Regions from separate parts of the Mus musculus genome. Here region 1 is linked to region 2. Evidence: chromatin contacts called from public HiCAR-type data. All regions are on one chromosome and are shown on one strand. Each heading gives the region's core, a stretch centred on a gene start, on an enhancer-like site or on the middle of the called end of the contact. The rest is flanking DNA. Distances are from core to core; before and after follow the strand shown. Region 1 holds the start of Gxylt1 (glucoside xylosyltransferase 1). Region 2 holds the start of Kif21a (kinesin family member 21A).

The links. HiCAR-type assays count read pairs that join an accessible place to other places.
Region 1: a HiCAR-type map of astrocytes shows a contact between it and region 2, with 5 times the contacts expected there. The contact joins the promoter of Gxylt1 here to the promoter of Kif21a in region 2. A contact is called at or near these places in 2 of 115 datasets of contacts at active chromatin or transcription factors (astrocytes and differentiating embryonic stem cells) and 1 of 9 other capture datasets (pancreatic islet).

The regions. Positions count from the first base shown.
Region 1 is chr15:93,272,311-93,279,263 of GRCm38.p6, forward strand. Gxylt1 (glucoside xylosyltransferase 1) reads right to left here and starts at 2,869. Exons shown (of 7, transcript NM_001357006.1): 1 at 2,566-2,869. The coding sequence starts at 2,771.
Region 2 is chr15:91,048,409-91,054,746 of GRCm38.p6, forward strand. Kif21a (kinesin family member 21A) reads right to left here and starts at 1,543. Exons shown (of 37, transcript NM_001109040.2): 1 at 1,251-1,543. The coding sequence starts at 1,294. It overlaps Gm52215, which reads left to right. Exons shown (of 2, transcript XM_030248879.1): 2 at 537-1,493. The coding sequence starts at 804. The coding sequence ends at 1,469. It overlaps Gm36710 (a long non-coding RNA gene), which reads right to left and starts at 2,645. Exons shown (of 2, transcript XR_384343.1): 1 at 2,590-2,645; 2 at 2,315-2,496.

The sequences.
Region 1 (6,953 bases), core at 1,619-4,118, 2.2 Mb after region 2:
GGCTGTTTTTGTATGCCTCCCTCACCTGAAAATCCTCCTGTCCCATGTGATGACTGACGTCAGGGATGGATGGGGCCTTCGGTGATTAGACCATAAGGGTCAGTGCCCCAAGAATGACATTACAAGAAGCGGCTATAGACCTGCCTGGCCATGTGAGCACACAGCAAAAAGGTGTGAGAAACAATGTATCACTGCTGTTTCCATCTGCACAGACTGTAAAAAGGTGTGAGAAACAATGTATCGCTGTTGTTTCCATCTGCAGTCTCAAGTTTTGCTACAGCAGCCCACATAGCACTCAACAAAGCTATGAGAAGCCACGGCAGCGTCCAATAAGCTAGCGTGCAGGTGTGGCCCTGGCGGCACAAGCCTCACGTAATGACACAGAGTGAGGGCCTTCCCTCCCTAAGTACTCTTACTTTCTCCAGCACTCACTGCCCCAACTCCCTTTCCTTCAAAAACAGATCCAAGGAAGGGGAAACAGCAATGCAAAGACATAATGGTCAAATCTATCTCTCAACTGTCAGCGCTTCTCAGTGTTTGTCTGCATTGTAACAATAGCTCATGGTCAAAACACAGAATACTGGCATCCTAGTTTACCAGGTTTCTGACTAGGTCCCAAAGAATAAATTTGCTTCCCAAAGGGGGGGGGGGGAGAGATATATGCTTACACCTGAAAATTAAAACAATCACCATATCAGCTAGTTTTATGGTGCCAGGTACGGCACTAAGCAATCTATGCAACTATGTCACTTCAGTCCTCACAAATGTTCCACATCTAATCAGGAAGTCACACACCCAGTACGTGGCAAAGTAAAGTTGGTGACTCAAAAGCCCTCTCCGTCTCTCGTCTTTACATTCTCAGTAGTATATCCTACCAATGTCGACACGATTCAGCAAACATGAACTGGAGGTCTAGCCAGTCTGAAAAGAAGTGACGATCATTTCAGAATGTGCGTCAAAAATATCAAGCTGTTGGTACTAAACATAGGTAACTCTTGTCGATTATACTTCAGTGTAGCAGAGAAGGAACCCTGTGATCAAGGGCGCCTGCAAAAGTGACTGGATGGAGGCACGGGTTTCTCCAACTGACTCTACTACTCTCTCTAACTCCTGGAGGGGTTGAACTCGGCACCTGACAAGGCAAGTCCCTTATGGCTGGGATACAAACTCAGTCCTTGGTCTGTTGAACCTGGGTCTCATTATGCAGCCCAGGCTGGCCTGGAACTCCCAATGAAAACCAGACAGGTACTGAATTTTCCATCCTCCTACCTTACCTCCTGAATGCTGAGAATACAGGTGTAAGCCACCAAGCCTAGTTTGAAATAATCGTTTCAAATAGGATATACTAGTTGAAAGGAGATTTCTCTCAAACACTGTCCTTACCATTTAAAAATGTTTTCCTTCCAAGTTGGATTTTTTTTCCCCAAATACTTCTTATGTAATTCTGGGCAATTAATACTTTTGTTTTGTTTTGTTTTGTTTTGTTTTTTGAGACAGGGCTCCTCTGTAGAGCCCCGGATATCCTGGACATTGCTCTGCGGACCAGGCTGGCCTCGAACTCAGAGATCTGCCTATTTCTGCTTCCCGAGTGCTGAAATTAAAGACATGCACCACCACCGCCAGGCTTTTAAATGTGTAGCCCAGGCTGGCCTCGAACTCATGGTCCTCCTGCCTCCGCTCTCCTCGGCAAATCCTACTGGGGGTCTGGGGGTGTAGGTTGTAGGCAGTGGAACCTGAGAGCACACCTATACCCCACATTTCTCTGACTACAATCAAACCATAAACCAAGAGCTCACTATCTCCATGCTAGCTTCTCTTTTACCCGCTTCCCGCTGGAAAAGACCATCAACTCTCAGATGCTACATAGACAACAGCTCAAAGTGGATGTACTCTTTTTACAATTCCTGTCTTCCACTCTCCAATTAGTTGGTCTCAGAACTGCCCAAACACAGGAATCCACCAAGGAGGCAGTGCGAATTAAGTAAACTGCCCAAACAGTTTTCCATTTAAATTTCATGATTCTAACCGTGGCAGTGACTTATGCAAATCCACCAACTCATTATGCTGTGTTATAAATATTCATTTCTTTTTTTTTAAAGTGATTTCTTCATACCTTACTCCTCCCATAGATATAAGCATATTAAGTATCACTCATGTTTCTGAACTTCCTTTACGTTTCCAAAAAAACGAATATTTTCAAAATAAAAATTCACAGCTCGCTTTATGCCACATCCAGATTTCTTTAGCTACGGCTACTGATAAAAAGCTAAGATTTAGGCGGAAAATTTAGACACCTGGGAGGTGGAGGGCTCAACTAGGGCGCCAGCCTGATTCTCAAATTACTCAGCTTCGACTCCATGGAAACAGGAGGGAATCCCACTAGCCGCAGTGTAATTAGGATTTTGTGGGACACCACTTACTTCCAACGAACCTTTCAGAAAGTTGCAAAGCGATTCAATTTCTAACTGGTCTAACACTGAATCTGAAGCCAGCCAGCCAGTGCTCGGTGATGGAGCGGCGCGTCCGGCCCTCCCAGACCTCCACTCCCGGCAATGCGGCTCATACCTGCCCGTCCGGCCCGGGCCCGCGCTGCCCGCGCCTCTCCCCGTGCCGCGTCCACCGTCCGCCAGCCAGGAAACTACCGCGGCCTGCGGCCTGCGGCCCCCGGCAGCTCCTTCCTCCAAGGACACCGCGAGCTGGCTGAAGGCGTACAGCAGCGAGCAGAAGCCGCAGGCCAGGCACAGCCCTACGACCCGCAGGTAGCGCCGCATCCCGGCCCGCGCTGCCGCCACCGCCGCTGCCGCCGTCACCGCCGTCACCGCCGCCGCCGCCGCGCCCGCCCGGGCGAACTACGAAGAATCGCAACGCGCAGCCGCAGCGTGACCAGCCTGGTTCCCGCCCCTCCCCGCTCCGCCCCTCCGCCCGAATCCCCGCCAGGTCCCACTCGGTCCCATGCCGCCCAAGCCCAGCACCCCACACGACACGCCCCTAGCCCTGCCATGCCCCGCCCCGCTCACAGCCCCTCCCACATCCGGCGCAGGCCCCGCCTCTGTTTCAAACCACAGCCCCTGCCTGGTATTGTCCCGCCTCCGGGCCACGCCCCAACGCCCGGCCAAGGCTCCGCCTCCGCAGCGCACCCGGAAGCGGAGCTGAGCGCTGGCGCTCTCCCGGCCTTCACGCCGAGCCTTGAGATGGATGCTGGTTCCTCTTTACAGATTGCCCGGCTCTGAGCTGTGGACAAGTGTAGCGAAAGAAGCAGGGCTGTAGGCCCTTGCCCTAAATCTGCGATTTTTCTTTGCGCAGTTTGTGGCGCTGGGCAACTTGAATTCTCAGGCATCGCTGCGTTGACTAAAAAGAAACCGTGGTTACCGCACTTGCTAACTCTTCCTCGACCCATCCTGCTCCTCACGGACCTCAGCGTCGGGTCTAAAACATCTGTGCTTCGTGGGATGTCGTAAGGCGGCGGTAGTGCAATGGTGCTTTGCTTGCCCATCCACACAAGGCTGGGAAGGCAGCCTTATTAGACGTTGCTGACAAATCATTTGCATACCCAAAGCAAAACTGGTCCTCTCCAAACCCGGCCTCCCTTCCTTCCCGCCACACTCCACGCCTTGAGCTGGGTCACGCTGAAGCCTCGTAGGGACCTAGGGACGGGGAGGAAGGCAGATATTGAGAATGTGCAGCTCGGGGACTTTGGTACGGGAGACCTGTGGACGATTTAACAAAGCTTAAACTCTATGATTATTCTTAGTCCCTTAATAGGCTTTCGTTGACCAATCGTGTCATACCCAACATACTTTTGGCTCAAAACCTTTAAAGCAACCTCATCGAATCAATGGTTTCCACCATTCTGAAAGCTTAAAATGTCATTAGATGAGATCTGACACCTGTCAGTTTTTCCTGTTTGCTATAATCAATCTGATGGTCCAACCGGTATCTGGAAACTGCCTTAACTTCTGACTTTATTCTGTATTGGAACGTGTTATTCCACCCAACCCGAATCCATGTTCCCAGGCAATACACACGCCATTCACATCTGGTGCAAAAGCTCTTATTCCCTTTTGAAGAAGGCTGTTGTACAAAGACAGGATAGCCACCGGGTGTGGACACGCCCCAAAGTGAGTCGCTTGTACCTTCCAGTTAGTATAGCAGAGTATTCCTGAGCGAGGGTGGCCCTCTTAAGAGAAGGAATTCTAGACTGAGCGAGCAATGAAAGCGGCTCTCGTATTCAGGAGACTGAGAAGCGCGATGCCAGGATGAGTCCGCAAGAAAGGACTCGGGGAGTGGTTAAGACTGCAGAGAGGGATAGCAGTTACTCTTGGAAACTCTTGGAAGTTTGAACTTGATCTGCTTGAAGGTTTTTAAGGAAGGAAGGAAGATGATCACATTTGCATGTTAGAGAGCGAGTCTGGTTGGAGTGAAGGCTGGGACAGAGATGAGAGATTGGAGTAAGCGAATCCAGAGCCAAAACTGAGACTTAAACACTTAAAAATCCACTTAAAATGCACACAAGATATACTTGAACACACTTAACCTGCACATGCACCTAAATACATGTAAACAATTAAATGCTTTAGATGCACGCTTAAAACACATATTTTTAAAATGCACTTGAAACAAAAACATTTAAAATACAAGTAAAATGCACATATTTTAAAAATATACAGGCAAAACCACACTGAAAAGCACACACTTAAAACTAGATGCATGCACACTTAAAAGTGCACACACACGTCATGAGAAAAACCTCGCTATTGAATTGTTCAAGTTGCATCTGGGTCACTGAGAAGTGTGCCCACAAAGGACAATGTGAGGGACAATAACAGGCATAAAAGCTCTCATTCCCTGGCTCTATGACCATGGCAAGATCACCTGATGAACTATGGGCTGTTTCCATCTCAGAAGGATTAAATGTCATGCCTTAACTCCCCCCCCACCCCCCAAAAAAATCCAATGAACAACGAAGATGTATAAGGAGAAAAAAAAAAACATACATTTGTTCATTCAATAAATATTTATTGAATATTTTCTACATGCCAGACAAGAGGCTCGGATGCACAGTATTCAGGAATAAAGGAGTGTCCTACCCTCAAAAAGGAGACAGGCCAGTAAAAACAAAGAGAATAGTACATCTTTCTAACACACCTTACAATTCTCAGAGAAATAAAGATAAAAGAGTGCAGAGAATTACAAGAGCACTAACAAGAAGGGAGAGTTGGAGGACATGGTACCAGCTAGAGTAAAGAGTGAGGACCCAGGCAGAACGGCCCATTTCAAAGATACTGAGGAAAGCTGCCTCAATGACTGACACCTGTAATTCCTGCACTTCGGAGGCCAAGGCAGGGTTACCACCACAGGTTCAAAGCCAGCCTGGTCAGCATAGTGAGTCCCACATCAAACTGCGTAACACACTGTGGCCCCATTTTTTAAAAAAGGGTGTGTGGGGGGGTAATTGCTAATACTTTTTTTTCCCCAAGAAACTACATGTAGAAAGAATAAAGAGTAATCTCTCAACTCACAGATCATAAAGCATAAAGGGAAGCCAGCCAACAATGTATGCGAAGAACACACAGAATAATCATGTTCTTCACAGGGGGGTTCACGATCTTTTAATCCTATACTTTGCAAAAGATGTTGTTGCAAAAAATTAAAATTAAAATTAAAAAAGGCCATCTACAAATGAGACCGTTTATACTACCTACACACCAAGCAGCCCTGGCTACCTGGAAGCTGAGGGAGGAGTCACTGCATGTTGCTCTCTAGCCAGCATTCACCTGCTTCTTCTTTTTTTTCCATTTTTATCTTCCTAAATTGACTTTTGTTACTGAAAACAACTTTACCTATTTCAACATCGAGTGGACATTCCCTTCCTTTCTTTCACGTATATATTACAAGTAGATCTCTAGGACAACAATCTTTAATTTGCCGGTGACAGGCTGAGTAAATCCAAATTCTCAACTCAGCAGAATGAGTGTGAATGGAAGAAACAGGATTTAAGTAAGGTCAGGCATATTCAACGCGGTGACACTGTAGACAATGACAAGGAATGGAGTTTGAAATTAATATGCAAAGGTTTTTTTTTTCTCTAAAGTTGGACAAAAGATTTGTATGAGGTAGAAAACTGATTCTGGATTTAAATCAAATATTAAGAATCTCTATTTTAGAAGGTCCTGGGCTAGAAGAGGTTTGAGTGCATACTGCTCTTGCGGAAGACCAGAGCTATGCTCCTGGTACCTATCCTGGGAAGCTCACAACCACCTGTAACTTCCACTCCAGGGGATCCCATGCCGTCCTCAGGACTTCACATGCATAGATAGACTCACAGACACACACACACTAAACACACAAACACACACACACAAACAAACAAACATTTAAAATGGTGGTGCTCTCTCTTCTCATTTTCCCATCCATCCCTGCCACTCAGATATGTATACAGTCCTGTCCAGTATTTCCTTCCAATTTCTACATTTGACTTCATTTAAAAAATAAAGAAGTCATCTTTTAGGCAAATGCTCTTACCCGTGTCTCAGGGGCTGCAATTACAGGTGTCCGTCGTCTCCTGTCCCCTGCCCCCTGCCCAATATTCTATGTAGACATAGCAGTGTTTTCATAAAGAGAAACTGATCTTCAGGTAGCTATGGGTGTGCACACCTCTATTAGCACTGGGAAAGCTGAAATTGGAGGATTCCAAGGTCTGGCCAGCCTGGGTGATGTAATAAGACCCTGTTGCCAAAGAAAATCCAAAATAAAACCTGAAAGTGTGGCTGGATGTGGTGGTGCATGACCTTAGTGCCAGCCACTAGGAAGCAGAGGCATGTGTCTATCTGTGAAGTCAACCCCTGCCTTGTCTACAAACCAAGGAGAGCAACACAGAAAGACCCTGTCTCACAAAGAAAAGGGAAAGTGCCCGGCAGCTATCTTCTTCTGAGCCAGACACATGGGCCTCTACA
Region 2 (6,338 bases), core at 293-2,792:
TAAGGGCCAGACCTAATAAAACCGTCACCTCCATTCTATGGTAATTCCATTATCTGCAGAATAAAGGAATCAAAATACCTTCCCATTTCTTTTTATTCTTTTTTTGTTTTGTTTTGTTTTGTTTTGTTTTGTTTTTCGAGACAGGGTTTCTCTGTGTAGCCCTGGCTGTCCTGGAACTCACTCTGTAGACCAGACTGGTCTTGAACTCAGAAATCCGCCTGCCACTGCCTCCCAAGTGCTGGGATTAGGGCATGTGCCACCACTGCCCAGCTTTAAGACAATTAAAGACCCAGGACATGCAAAACTGCCACTTCTGGGCTTAATCAAGATTTGTCACTAAAATAACCATAGGAACGCTTACATTATGTAACTTTCAATTTTTCGACTAAGGCGCTGACAGATGTTTACGAATTCTGGCTTTCTCTGAAGACAGGCTCTCTTTATAATCTTTATATTGTAACTGAGTTAACAGTATACTATCAGAGCAATGGAAGCCATGCACTTGGTCTAAGAGGAATGCTTCATTAATTTTTCAGTGTGATGATGCTGCAGTTTTCCAAGAGCAACTGTCGGAGTTCTTGCGATGCATCAAAACAGCCAAACTACACCGAATGTCCATGTCACCGTCACTAACCACAACAAGGTGACACAGCCAGCATTTCAAAACTCAACCCCAGGCGTATGTGATGTCACTGTCAACATCCAAGGTGCTTAACTAACCTCAGGTTGTTTCTCCCAGTCGCCCATCTAACCCTCCGGCTGGCTGACGTTGCCTGCCTTCTCCAGACCTCCCGCGGGTGCCTATGTCCCGCAACACACTCCCTACCAGCACACCTGCGAGGCCAGGTGTCGCGACGCACGCCATCGCGGGGACCCGAGTGGGCGCGGGCGGCGCGCTTGTCACCGCGACGCTTTGTCTGCGGCTCCGAACCCAGCCGGCGCGGCAGGGGCTGGGCTGGAGAGGAGGGAGTGGGGGGTGGGGACAGACACCTCGGGCCCACCTGCAGGGCGGCAGCGGCGACTCCCGGGGACACCGGGCGACGCTCACCCGGAGGCCAAACGCGAGGCGTCCGTGCGTGCAGCGAGCGGCGCCCGATCCTCCGGGGTGTGGGGGTGCGGGGCAGCCACTGCTGTTCCCCCGAGAAGCAGCGATGCGACGCACCGGCCCCGGAGCGGGCAGCAGGAGAGTCCGCCCGCCCGCTCGTCCGCTTGCTGGCTTCAGCTTTCCTTCCTGTCCACCCGCAGCTCACCTGACAGCCACGCGCACCGAGCTCTCGTCCGCAGCGCCCAACATGCCTGCGGCCGCCCGGGGCTCAGCTCCGTGCCGAGCGCTCCGGGCAGGCGGCGGCGGTGGTGACGGCGGCGGCGGCGGTGACGGTGACGGTGGCGAGGGCTCAGCGCCGTGCTCCAGCCATGTTGGGCGACTGAATGGAAAGGTGGCGGCGCGGAGGCGCGGGAGGGGGCGGTGACTCAGGGCGGCGCCGCCCCTTGCCCCCACTCGCCAGGCTCCGCGCTGCCCTGCGTCAGCCGTGGCCGGTCCGGTGCGCCCCGCCCCGGCGGCACGGCCAGGCGGGCGCGGCACCGCGCGGAGGCGAGCCGACCCCCCCTCCCCCTCCCATCCACCGGAGGCGCGTCCCCGCAGCCACCTGCCCCCTCTGTGGCACGGACCTTGACCCCTTTCCCAAACCTGGCCCTGTCCTCTGCCCGATCTCTTGGGACGTGGAACGATTTTCCACCCCTCTGCCTCTTCAGTGCATTACTGTTCGGTCCTATGCACATGCAAAGTGCTCCGGGCCCTGGTACTGCCAAGCATTTCCACAACTGCTTTCCATGGAGGCGTGCAGCGTGGTAAATCCTTGCAAACGGATTTTCTTTCCCTGCTGGCCTTTCAAAAGCTCCTCCGGGATCCCGAGATTCTGTCAACAGTGTCCCATTGTGTGTTCTGCACGTCATCATTGTCCTTCCACATGCCTTTAGATAGCTCTGTGGAAACAGCCTTTGTTAGCTTTGCCACAGAGTATCTTTTGTGGACTGTTCCGTACATTTCAGTAAATAAACATGTGGGTTCATACAAAACAGTATAATAGATTAAATGTCGCTATCTAAATAAAAGCACTGGCCCAAGCAGATAAAAACTAAAATCACACACCTGATCGCCCTGCTCAGAGAGTGTCCTAGAACACAGTGTATATTGGGTTCAGAAAGAAGTTTGAACCTTGTATACCCATGGGTAGATGGCCTATGGTATTTATTCTTAGAGGCAGTCCTATGTACTTTGTTTCTTACCTTTAAATCGTTACAGACAACATAGGTGGAAGGTAAAAAAAAACTTTATAATGTCCCTTTGTGTGACAAACTGGTAACAAAGCTGTCCTCCGGCCTCTCCCTGGAGAGCCTTCCCTAGCCTCGATATTTCTCCACCAACATAATGGAGCCACATTTTGTCCTAACTTGACAGGTCCAGGCGTGGATGGATCTGGTCTGACCACCTCGTTTCTGCGATAAAGGACAAGAACAAGAGATCAACCTACAGCAACAAAGCAACATATATTACCTTCTCAAAGTCTTCACTTTAGATAGCAACAGTACCTATGTGTCTCAAAAAAGAGCTGTCACAAATCATGTGCTTCAAGAACTGGGCAGGTAGCTTAAGGAAGTGGAGGAAGCAAAGTCGAGAATATATAAAATAAAACCGAGAAGGCGGGCCCCTTCCTAAGGAAGTAGCTGTCCCCATTCTGCCTGGACTAGATCTACTGGCACCCAGATCCTGTGTGGCCACATTTTTGGTTTGGTTGTATGTTTGTTGTTCCTCAAGTGAAAAAGAAAAATCAAATCCTTATGTGAAAAACGCCTTAGTTTTAAAGATTAACAACTAATTCTGCATAATATTTACACACCATGCAAAAACAACCTCAAACTGTGTCTGACCATCTCTAGTCTCAAGCCACCAGATTGAAACGTCTGGCCAAATAGCATCAATAATAGCTAGGGCTTTGGGTTCATATTCAGGCAAAGGCCATGCATAACTTCAAATTCTAAATGCTGAATGTTCTAAAATCAATGCTTAATTTTGAATAATATTTTTTGAGATTTCTTTATAAGTAATATTTCCCTGTAACTCCTCTAATTAATAACCTTACATTAAAAAAGAAAATCCCAAAGTCGGAGCTTTTACCATGCAAGGGTTTAGATCCTGTTGAGAACATTTATTTACTGAATGCTTAGGAAATGGCTGCAGGGTGCAAACAGTGCTAGACACCAGTGATACAGAGAATAAACCAATGCCACGAATACAAAGGATTAGCTATTTAGTTCTGGGATTTGAAAGTCTGCAAGTACATTAGAAATTCCAATAGGCCTATAACAATTGCTACAGAGAAGGGTAAATTCTACGGTTACAAAAGCCCAGGGTGGGCTCCCAGAGTCCCCTCTTACCTCCATGCTAACAGCCATTCCTCTCATTCCGTGACCTGAAACTTTCCAATGGTGACCTACCACAAAGAGCCTAAATTCTTCTAGACTTAGGCCCTTCACACTCCGGACTCATCTTTAGTGACTCTGCTCCTTAACTACTGCTTTTTGGGGATGGGGTCTTCTGGTTCTGAAATACCATATATTTGTTTGCTTTCTGGGGGTCTTTAGAGTAGCTATTCCCTTTACCTGGAATGCTGTTTCCCAAGTCTTTTCATGGCCTCGGTTTTTTTGAACATCTCAATATCAGCTTAAGTGCCGTTTCCCCAAAGAGGCTTTCCTGACCACGCACAGCTAAGTAGCACCACTCAGCGAGGGCCAATTTACAGATTTGCACTACTAATGTAAAACCGTAATCTATAAATGACAAGTGTGTTAGGGATGTGAATAAAGTGCTATTGAATGGATAAAAATGTGAGGTCTTCCCCTTCTAAGATCTTTTTAGTTACCATGTTTCATTTGTAAAGAAACATAGTTCTTTCTCCACACAGTAAAATTTTTGGAGTATTTCCATGAATTTTACTCTTCGTCTTCATATCATGCAATGCCAGCTCAAATGGGAACACAATGGCACTTGAGGCACGTGAAGTCATATAAACTATACAATTTCTATTTATAAATTCATACACGGACACGTATTTCATTCACTCTTACGTGAACAGTAGGAACACTGTGGAAGAGTGACTCAGAAATTGTGTTGTCAACTTGGGGCTGGGGAGTTCCATCCCAGAGAACAAACCCAGGGCTTGGTACACAGTGCCTGCTCTACTACGGAGGTCTTTCACTTCTTAGTACATCTCCATTCTGCTAACTCAAGCTTGTGGTGAACCAGCCGGCCTCCATCTTGGGCTTGAAGTCTATCTTCTAGTAAAGACAGACCAGGCTCATTCCTGTTTACGACTAAATCTGTTTTTCAAGGATTGGGCTATGCTCCACCTGTGACTATAACTTCAAATGATTCTAAACTGCCCGTTCCACGAGATGACAATGATGTCTCTGCTTCAGAAAGCAGCCATAACCATCTTGTCACCCTACCTTTGTTTCAAATGGACTACCTGCTGTTATGACTACCTTATGAGAGCATCTTGCGAGGATGCCTTTGTCTCAGGAGGTCGTTATGACTTATCACATAAAGTTCATATTCTGTCCCACCAACTCCTCCCATCTGGAAACCTCTCCCCACCCCCTCCCTGAGCTATGGAAACCTCACCTTGCTCACCTCCAATGCTGACCTCTTGAGCCCCTCAGAGGGAGGCAGCCCGTGTACAAGAATAAGAAACGCTTGCTTTAATTAATTTGTCCTTGATGAGTTGGATCTGTGGTCTTCTCACATTTTGGGGATTAACACAGAAAATGAGGAAGCTGGTGAACAAACTCAGTGGTAAAGAGATTGTACGGTTAGTCCTTCCCAGAACCTGAAGGCTCCCAACTGCCTGTAATTCCAGTCCCAGGGGACCTGACACCATCCATTCAACTCTGAGGATACCTGCACTCAGAGGCACACATACTTACCCCCAACCCACATATACATATGTTAAAATGAACAACGGAAGGACCGTGAAGTAAAACTACCCTTCCCTTCCAGTGGTAGGCTCCCTGAGTAAGAAAGGGTAAGGCTGGGTTCTTTGGTGTCAGTGTTTGGGTTCATGTTGTTTTGGAACGTCAAGTTCTTCCTCAACTGCACACGTGTCTACCTCCTCCTCTCCCTGGCTGTGAATCTCACTGAACTCGAGCTCTGTTACCTACAGAATTCTAGGTTTAGGAGAGGTTAGGAAGTGCTACCTAAGAACTGAGCCACAAGAAACGGGGGATATACCTGCTACACATTCATATTACTCTGCTGCCCTCCCGATGTCTTATCAGGCCTCATTTAACAAAACACCGGCAGCGTCAACATAGAATTAAGAATCACAAGACAAAGGAGCACTAAACCAGAAAGCCCTTCTAAGGATAGGGTTCTCTCTGTATGTCACGGAGGGGGCTGGTGCTAAATTCCTGTGTGCTCAAGGGTTTGTTCCTTGTTGGTCGTTATCACTAGGTGACCTTCTGCTGGCTTTGTTGTTCTTGTCTCCTTCCCTCCATTTCTGGTGTTCGCTTCCAGATAGGCATGATGGTTTCTGTTTTACTCATCAGTCTCTCTATGGATATCTTACAGATCCGTCAGCTATAGATGAATGTGAAATCACAGGTATCGCTTAATATTAGCTGCGTGATTATGTAGCTTTGGACAGGATAGGCAAGCCTTCTACATCTCAGTTTCTTTTGTATACATAATGGGTTGTCTTCTAGAGGAGCGATTCCAATAACCAAAAGAGCCTCTCTAACTCTGCTAGCTCCCTATAGGTGCACAACAGACAGCTAGATAATTGTATTATGAGTGTCTTTTCAACTCTAGAGAACTTCATAACTTATAAATAACAAATTTACCTCTTGCAGTTCCAGAGGTCGTGACATCCAAACAACAAGGCAAGGTTTGTTGGCCTTTGGGTAATTCTAAGGTCACGTTAGAGAAGGCACACCTGCCTAACCGACGGAGAACCTTCTAGCGCACACTGTACAGGCAGCCGCAGAAAAGCCATAGCATGCACTGTGGCGCAGCAGCCTCACAAGATTTCTCGCTCTAGGCCATCTCCTCTGTTTTTCTGGTTTCCACATTCTAATCACTCATTAAAAGTTATTCAACTCTTCCTTCTTGCTGTAAGCAAAAGAGTTTCTTTTTCCTTTGAGCTTCTGATTATAACGCCATAAGCAAACAACTGGTTTTGAAAAAAAACATGTCTAGACAACCATCTGCCCTGAAACATTTTAGGTTAAAAAAAAATCTTAAACAAGCTAGTATTTAATACTACAAGAGTAACAACAAATCT